2 separate regions of the Sus scrofa genome follow, and region 2 is linked to region 1. A link is a contact called in public Hi-C data. All regions are on one chromosome and are shown on one strand. The core of a region is the stretch at or near the end of the contact, and the rest is flanking DNA. Distances in the headings are between cores, read along the strand shown.

Region 1 (3,895 bases), core at 499-2,998:
GGCAGCTACAGCTCCGATTTAGCCCCTAGCCTGGGAGCTTCTATGTGCCATGGGTGTGGCCCTAAAAAGCAAAAAAAAAAAAAAACCTGTTAAATCGTTATTGAGTATCTACGGTTAGTTGAATATTCACAGTGACTGACAGACGTAGCTTCAGTACCACATGCTAAGTATTTTTTTATTAGAGTATAGTTGATTTACTGTGTCGTGTCAATTTGTGATGTACAACATAACGACCCAGTAATTCATATGCATATACATTCTTTTTCTATCATGTTCTTCCCTGTGCTGTATGGTGGGATCCTATTGCTTATCCTTTCTAAATAGTTTGCATCTACTGACCCCAAACTCCCTGTCCATCCCACTCCTTCCTCCTTCCCCCCCAGCAACTATAAGTCTGCTTTCCATGTCCATAAGGTGTTTCTGTTTTGTAGATAGGATCATTTGTGCCATATTTTAGATTCCATGTATATAGATGAAACATGGTATTTATCTTTTCCTTTCTGACTTGACTTCACTTAGTATGAGAATCTCTTGCAACCATGTTGCAGCAAATGGCATTATTTTGTCCTTTTTATGGCTGAGTAGTATTCCATTATATACACGTACATCTTAATCCATTCATCTGTCTTTAGACATTTAGGTTGTTTTCCTCGTCTCGGCTATTGTGAACGGTGCTGCTGTGATCATAAGGGTGCATATTATCATTAATTTTTTTTAATTATAGTTGATTTACAATGTTCTGCTGTACAGCAAAGGCATGTAGCTTTTTGAATTGTATTTTTGTCTGGGTATATGCCCAGGAGTGGGATTGCTATGTCATGAGGTAGTTTTATATTTAGTTTTCTGAGGAACTTCCTTACTGTTGTCCATACAATATACTGGTTGTAGGTAAGTGTTACTAAAATTGGATATTGAAAAAAATAAATTGGCTCTTGAAAGATGAATGACCATAAATTCTGCTAATGAGCAGTATTACTCAGGGTAGGTAAGGAAGAACCAAGAAGTCCAGTTCCTGCTTTTTGAAGTGCCTATGAGGGAGACTGAGATCTTGAAACCTAGGGAAAGATATCCTTTGTGAGAGAGGAGATTTGTAAGGTGAGTGTAGAAACCAGTCCAGCTTGGAACCTGGTATGCTAGCTCTTCTACTCTATTTGAACTTGTGCTTTGGGGTCATATTTTGAAATAGAGGGCTGCTTTTCAATTGAAACTCAGTTGAACCTGCTATGACATGCAAAGTAAACATCAGCATCAGGCAGCAGAGGGAGTTGCAGCCCTGAGACTGCTTCAGGCTTTCTGGTGAGAAGCTTTTTGAGAGCAAAAGACCTCCCTGCAGCTTTCTTGGCACCAAAATAGCTGGGAAGAGGATAAAAGCTGGAGCAGTATAATCCCTGAGAAAACCTGCTGGCTGCTTTTTCCATTTCCCGTGCAACCTTTCTAACCTAGCTGCCCTGTGTAAGCAAAGCTGTGCCTGCTGCGGCTCATTCTGAATGGATCAAGACATGGAAGGCTCTATTTTTGACAGAGCAAATGATGATAGTGAGAAATAAGGTACAGGGAACTCTACAGTCAAGCTCTGAAATCTTTGCTTACTTTCCTGCTCTACTGGAGCCTGTGTGTTTGCTTTTTTAAGTTCTGTTTTTCTACAATCTATCTTTTCTTCCAACTAAAGTTTGTATTATAAGAGGCATTACTCCTGGCTTCATTAACGTTACAAAAACATGCTGCTGGGAAGCTGCTCTTGTTGGCAGCCATTGGTATGTGAGCGGTTATACTTATGGAATTGGTTCTTGGTTTCAGAAGGGGTCTTGCTAACTACCCACTAACACTCTTGTAACATTTTTTTTTAATTTAATTTAATTTTATTTTATTTTATTTATTTATTTATTTTTTTGTCTTTTTGCTCTTTCTTTGGGCAGCTCCTGCAGCATATGGAGGTTCCCAGGCTAGGGGTCGAATCGGAGCTGTAGCCACAGGCCTACGCCAGAGCCACAGCAACGCAGGATCCGAGCCGCGTCTGCAACCTACACCACAGCTCACGGCAATGCCGGATGGTTAACCCACTGAGCAAGGGCAGGGACGGAACCCGCGACCTCATGGTTCCTAGTCGGATTCGTTAACCACTGCGCCACGACGGGAACTCCTTTTTTTTTTTTTTCCTTGTAACATTCTTGAAGTCCGGGGGTGGGGGGGCACTCAGGCTCTGAAAAAATTAAGTGCTGATGCAGCCCCTGGTGTTCTATTAGTAGGGAGAAAGAAGGATAAGAATAGTTTAAAAATACTAGAATTTTGTATTTTGTAGGCACCAGCAATTATTGTATCTCATTTGTCAAGGATTAAGGATTCAGCCTTGTCACTACTGTGGCTTGAATTTGATCCCTGGCCCAGGAACTGCTGCATGCCAAAGATGTGGCCAAAAAAGGATAAAAAGTTATATCCAATGGAATTTATTTTTAATTGAATTTAAAAAAAAAAGTGTTAGCTTGGAGTTCCCATCGTGGCCCAGTGGTTAGCGAATCCAACTAGGAACCATGAAGTGGGTTCCATCCCTGGCCTCCCTCAGTGGGTTAAGGATCCGGCATTGCCATGAGCTGTGTTGTAGGTCGCAGACATGGCTCGGGTCCCACGTGGCTGTGGCTGTGGCATAGGCCGGTGGCTACAGCTCCGATTAGACCCCTAGCCTGGGAATCTCCACATGCCACGGGGAACGGCCCTAGAAAAGGCAAAAAGACCAAAAAAAATTTTTTTTAAATAAAAATAAATAAAAAGTGTTAGATTAATACATGTTTATGATCAAAATGTAAACCAAAAGTTTACAGAAAATAAGACCCTCCTTTCTCCATCAGTATTCTCCATAAATAACCACTGTTATTTATGTCATTTAAACACTGAGTTAAGTGCTTATCTTTCTGGGCTCTTTACAGATATGTTTATCTCATATTTGGGTTTTTGTTTGTTTGTTTGTTTTTTGTCTTTTTGCCTTTTCTAGGGCTGCTCCCGCGGCATATGGTGGTTCCCAGGCTAGGGGTCTAATTGGAGCTGTAGCCACCGGCCTACACCACAGCCACAGCCACAGCCATGGGGGATCTGAGCCATGTCTGCGACCCACACCACAGCTTACGGCATGGCCAGATCCTTAACCCACTGAGCAAGGCCAGGGATCGAACCTACAACCTCATAGTTCCTAGTCGGATTCGTTAACCACTGCGCCACGATGGGAACTCCGTATTTTGGTATTTTTTATTTAAAATTTTTTTTAATTTTGGTAAAATACACATAATACTTACTGTCATAATCATTTTTAAAAAAATCTTTTTAGGGCCATACCTGTGGCATATGGAGGTTCCCAGGCTAGGGGTTGAATCAGAGCTGTAGCCGCTGGCCTGTACCACAGCCACAGCAATGCAGGATCCGAGCCACAGATGTGGCCTACGCCACAGTTAATGGCAACACCAAATCCTTAACCCACTGAGGTGGGCCAGGAATCAAACCTGCATCCTCATGGCTGTGAGTCAGATTTGTTTCCACTGAACCACGACGGGAATTTCATGTCATAACCATTTTTTTTAAGTGTACGTTCAGTATATTTACATTGTTATGCAACCAATCTTTAAAACTGTTTAGTTTTGCAAAAAACAAACTACACTTTTCATACCTCCCTCCACTCAGCTGCTGGTGGCCACCATTCTTTGTTTCTGAGTTTGATTACTCTAGATACCTAATACAAGTAGAGTCATACAATATTTGTCTTTTTAATGACTCATTTCACTTAGCATAATGTTCTCAAGGTTCATCCATGTTGTAGAAGCATGTGTCAGAATTTATTTCTGAGGCTGAATAATGCATGTGTATGAACCACATTTTGTTTCTACATTTAATTATTAGACATTTTGGTTCT
Region 2 (3,895 bases), core at 603-3,102, 210 kb after region 1:
AAAACTGGATTCACACACTATCCTCCAGGAATATCTGGACCCGTAGCCTTGAGGCTGCATGTGTTTGGGGGTCTGGAGCTGACAGTGAAAATGCCATCAGGGAGTTCCCTTGTGGAGCAGTGGAAACAAATCTGACTAGTATCCATGAGGATGCAGGTTCGATCCCTGGCCTTGCTCAGTGGGTTAAGGATACGGCATTGCTGTGAGCTGTGGTGTAGGTCACAGATGCAACTTGGATTCTGCATTGCTGTGGCTGTGGTGCAGGCCAGCGGCTGTAGCTCTGATTTGACCCCTAGCCTGGAACTTCCATATACCGCAGGTGTGCTCTTAAAAAAAAGAAAAGAAAATGCTATCAGAAAGCAGCCCGGGAACAGAGTGTGTATATCTTGAAACCAAGGGTGTGAGGTGGGAGGGTGCACCCTGAGGAGGCGGGGAGGGGAGGGGAGAGGAGGGGGTGCACCTGTAACCCTGCCCCGCCTCTGCTCCCCAGCCCGCAGGCCGGCCAGGTGCAGATGAGCCCCTCAGACGTCCTGTACCCTCGGGTGGCGGGCGTGCCGCTGGCACAGCCCCTGGTGGAGCACTATGTGCCCCGCAGCCTGGACCCGAACATGCCTGTCATCGTCAACACCTGCAGCCTCAGGGAGGAGGGCGAGGGCACGGAGGACAGGCACTCAGTGGCCGATGGTGAGATGTACCGGTTCAGCGAGGAGGAGGACTCGGAGGGCGAGGAGAAGAGTGACGGGGAGCTGGTGGTGCTTACGGACTGATCCCGGCTGCGTGGGCCTGGCCACCCTCCTCCCTGGGGAGGACCTGGCCCCAGGACAGGGGGACACAGCCACCCACCCTGGACTGTGTTGGTACTTGGACTTGGGCATGCCCGGGAGAGGGGCACAGCGGTGCATTTGTAGATAATGTTCACGACGGGGAGATACCCCCTCCCCGCTGCCCCATGGGCACACCTGAGGAGCTGATGGCTCCACTTGGTGGTGATGGGCTGAGATCCAGGCCCATGGGGCTTGTGGCCAGGGGACACCCAGTGACCCTCCCTGCAGGTCTGCCCACCCTGAGGGTATGGCAGCTACAGACCTGTCCCCTTGGGGCCACATGCTTTGTTTCCATTCTTGTCCTAGCGGGACCAGCCACCATGGGACCAACACAACCGCCCCCCCACCGCCTGCGGGCACCCCCCCCGCCCCCGCCTGCAGTACCCTAGATTGCTCTTCTGCCATGAGGATCACTTTGTACTTTGTGCAGAAAGGTCTGGGTGTCCTCGCCGTCTTTATCTTCTGCCAAGCCTATCGTGCCTCTGGCTGCTGTGTGTGCATGTGTGTGTGTGTGTGCGCATGCGCGCACATGCACATGTGTTTTCATCTGTTCTTTCATTGCACAAGGTATTTATTGAGTGCCCGCTATGTGCCAGGCACTGTCGCTGAGTTCCTGTGAGTGTGTCTCTGGATGCCATTCTCGCTTCCCTGGGGGGGCCCTTTCCGTGCTTCTCTTCGTCCCCTAATTGCTACCTCTTTGTCAGTCTGGGTGTCTCAGGTTCTGTGTGTCCTTGGTGCATTTTTCTCTCTGTCCCTGCCTCTCTGGAGGGCCTTTCTTGTATCTCTGCCTTCCCAGGTGTCTGCCCTTGCCCTTTGATGCTGGCCCGGTCTCTGCCCTCAGCCCCCCAGCCTCCTGCCTTCCCCTTCGCTCCTTCCCCGACCCAGCCTGTCAGTTCCCACGGAGCCATTTTTAGCTCCCAGCAGCTTGGGAATGTGCTTGGCCTCCAGGGGGCTCTGGCCTGGTGCCCCTGCCCCCGGTCCCAACCTGAGTGCCAGGAATAGGGGCAGGAGGACGGAGGGTGCCCTCTTCTGTCCGTGACAGAAGCCCTGGAGAGGGGGCTCTTGTGGCAGCTGGTTGCCACTCCTTGAGCAGGGGTGGGAGGGCCCCATTCTTGGAAGGGAGTGGAAGGAGAAAAGGGCTTCGGCTTTCTCTCCATCCTCTCCCACCCAGCTCGCCCCCACCACTCCTTTCCCCTCCCCCACTCTACACCAGAACTTGCCTCAACCCCTGACCCTTTTCACAAGATCTTTGCCCAAGAAAATCCAATCCCATTGGCACATGACTCCAAAGATCCTGAACAGCCCCTAATGGGGGGCCGGGTTGGGGTGGGAAGGGAACCCCAGTCCCACAGGGACAGAGTCTGTCCGCCCCCCAACCTTCTCCCCTTCCCTTCCACTTCCCCAAGCCCAACTTCTCTCCAGGCTGTTTCTTTTTTTTTTTTTGTATGACTGTAAACATAGATAGTGCTTTATTTTGTTAATAATAAGATAATGATGAGTAACTTAACCAGCATATTTCTCCTGTTTACCCTTGGAGGAATTGTTTGTTTGTTTTCTGTTGGCATAATAAAGACAGACCATTTCAGTCTCTGGCTCTTGTTGGAGGGGGGATGGCACGGGAGCCTGGCCCAAGTCCAGAATGTTTCCATATGCCACCAGCCCAGGCACCACTGCCCCCTTGTGGCAGCCCCAGGGAACTTCATGCATGGAGCCCGTGGGGAACTATCCTAGGCAAGGGAGGCCCAGGCCAGGTGCCACCCCAGAGCCCGCACCTGAGAAAAACACCACACCTGCTTCAAGGAGGTGAAGCAGGAGTTCCCATTATGGCGCAGCGGAAACGAATCCGACTAGGAACCATGAAGTTGCAGGTTTGATCTCTGGTCTTGCTTAGTGGGTTGAGGGTCCGGCGTTGCCGTGAGCTGTGGTGTAGGTTGCAGACTTGGCTCAGATCTGGCATTGCTGTGGCTGTGGTGTAGGCTGGCAGCTACAGCTCTGATTGGACCCCTAGCCTGGTTACCTCCATATGCTGCAGGTGGGGCCCTAAAAGCAAAAAAAAACAGAGGTGAGGCAGACCTCACCACAAAGTGGCCACCCAGGTCCTAAGAAAGAAGGCAGTGGCACAAGCACTGTAACAAGAGTCAGGCAGCTGGGGTTCTCCCCAAAACAAGCTACACGGTTTTGTGTGTGTATTGCAGGGGGTGAGGGGTGGGGTGGGAGTGATCGGGCCTCCCCTCTAGGCCTCATTGTCCTCATCTGAAAACAAGGAGGTTAAGCCTTAGCCATGGCTCTTACCCTCTTTTGGAGAAGGAGCCCTTTGAGAATCTAATGAAAGCTGTGAAACTCACTCCAGAAAAGGACTCACATGAAGGCCAGGAGCTCATTTATGAGTCTCCCCCCGCCAAGATATTGATTAATGAAGCAGGGTCTCCATTGATGCACTTCAGGGCTCTGTGACCTTATGCTTTGAAGTGAGAATTTCAAAGATGTTTCACACTAGGAGAAATAATAGTCCATTAGCCCTAAAAGAGCTGGATGACAGACTGAAACTCTTTGAATGCAACAACGGTTGATAAAAAGACCAACCCTTGTGGCTGGAAATTTAATCTCACTAATATGAAAAGGGGGCAACAAAGCTGAGAGGTAATTCTTGTCAAAGAGGAAGACTTAGGTGGGATTAACACAGGTGTGTGCTGGAGTTCCCCTCATGGTACAGTGGAAACGTGTCCGACTAGGAAACAGGAGGATGCGGGTTTGATTCCCGGTCCCACTCAGTGGGTTAAGGATCTGGCATTGCCATGAGCAGTGGTGTAGGTCGAGGCTGGATCCAGCATTGCTGTGGCTGTGGTGTAGGCAGGCAGCTACAGCTCCAATTTGACCCCTAGCCTGGGAACCTTCATATGCTGCAGGTGTGGCCCTAAAAACAAACAACCCCAAAAAACAGACATATGTGCTAACAGGAGGGAGGTGAGGGGCCAGTATACACCATGCAGTCCTGGTCTCAGGCGCATCATGCCAGTCCCAGGCCCCTCAGTAGAAAAGGCCATTATCACCCTGGAGGGGCCCAGAGGCAA

Evidence for each region. Hi-C and Micro-C count contacts between places; a contact is called where the count stands out from the background.
Region 2: a contact with region 1 is called in a Hi-C map of epiblast stem cells, with 2.4 times the contacts expected there. The contact joins two enhancer-like sites. A contact is called at or near these places in 3 of 5 promoter capture datasets (fetal liver, fetal skeletal muscle and liver), 24 of 47 Hi-C or Micro-C datasets (adipose tissue, alveolar macrophages, blood and 15 more) and 2 of 2 datasets of contacts at active chromatin or transcription factors (alveolar macrophages and skeletal muscle).

The regions. Positions count from the first base shown.
Region 1 is chr9:64,568,918-64,572,812 of Sscrofa11.1, forward strand. No RefSeq gene overlaps it. Among named protein-coding and RNA genes, the nearest start is that of SNRPE, 10 kb to the left of the region's middle. Within about 2 kb of position 1,749, at least 2 of the 83 cell types and tissues checked have an H3K27ac peak or open chromatin away from gene starts, as enhancers often do. A contact at or near this core is called in epiblast stem cells, where this site is marked.
Region 2 is chr9:64,778,534-64,782,428 of Sscrofa11.1, forward strand. SOX13 (transcription factor SOX-13) reads left to right here. Exons shown (of 15, transcript XM_021063210.1): 15 at 491-2,409. The coding sequence ends at 767. Among named protein-coding and RNA genes, the nearest start is that of ETNK2, 27 kb to the right of the region's middle. Within about 2 kb of position 1,853, at least 9 of the 83 cell types and tissues checked have an H3K27ac peak or open chromatin away from gene starts, as enhancers often do. A contact at or near this core is called in epiblast stem cells, where this site is marked.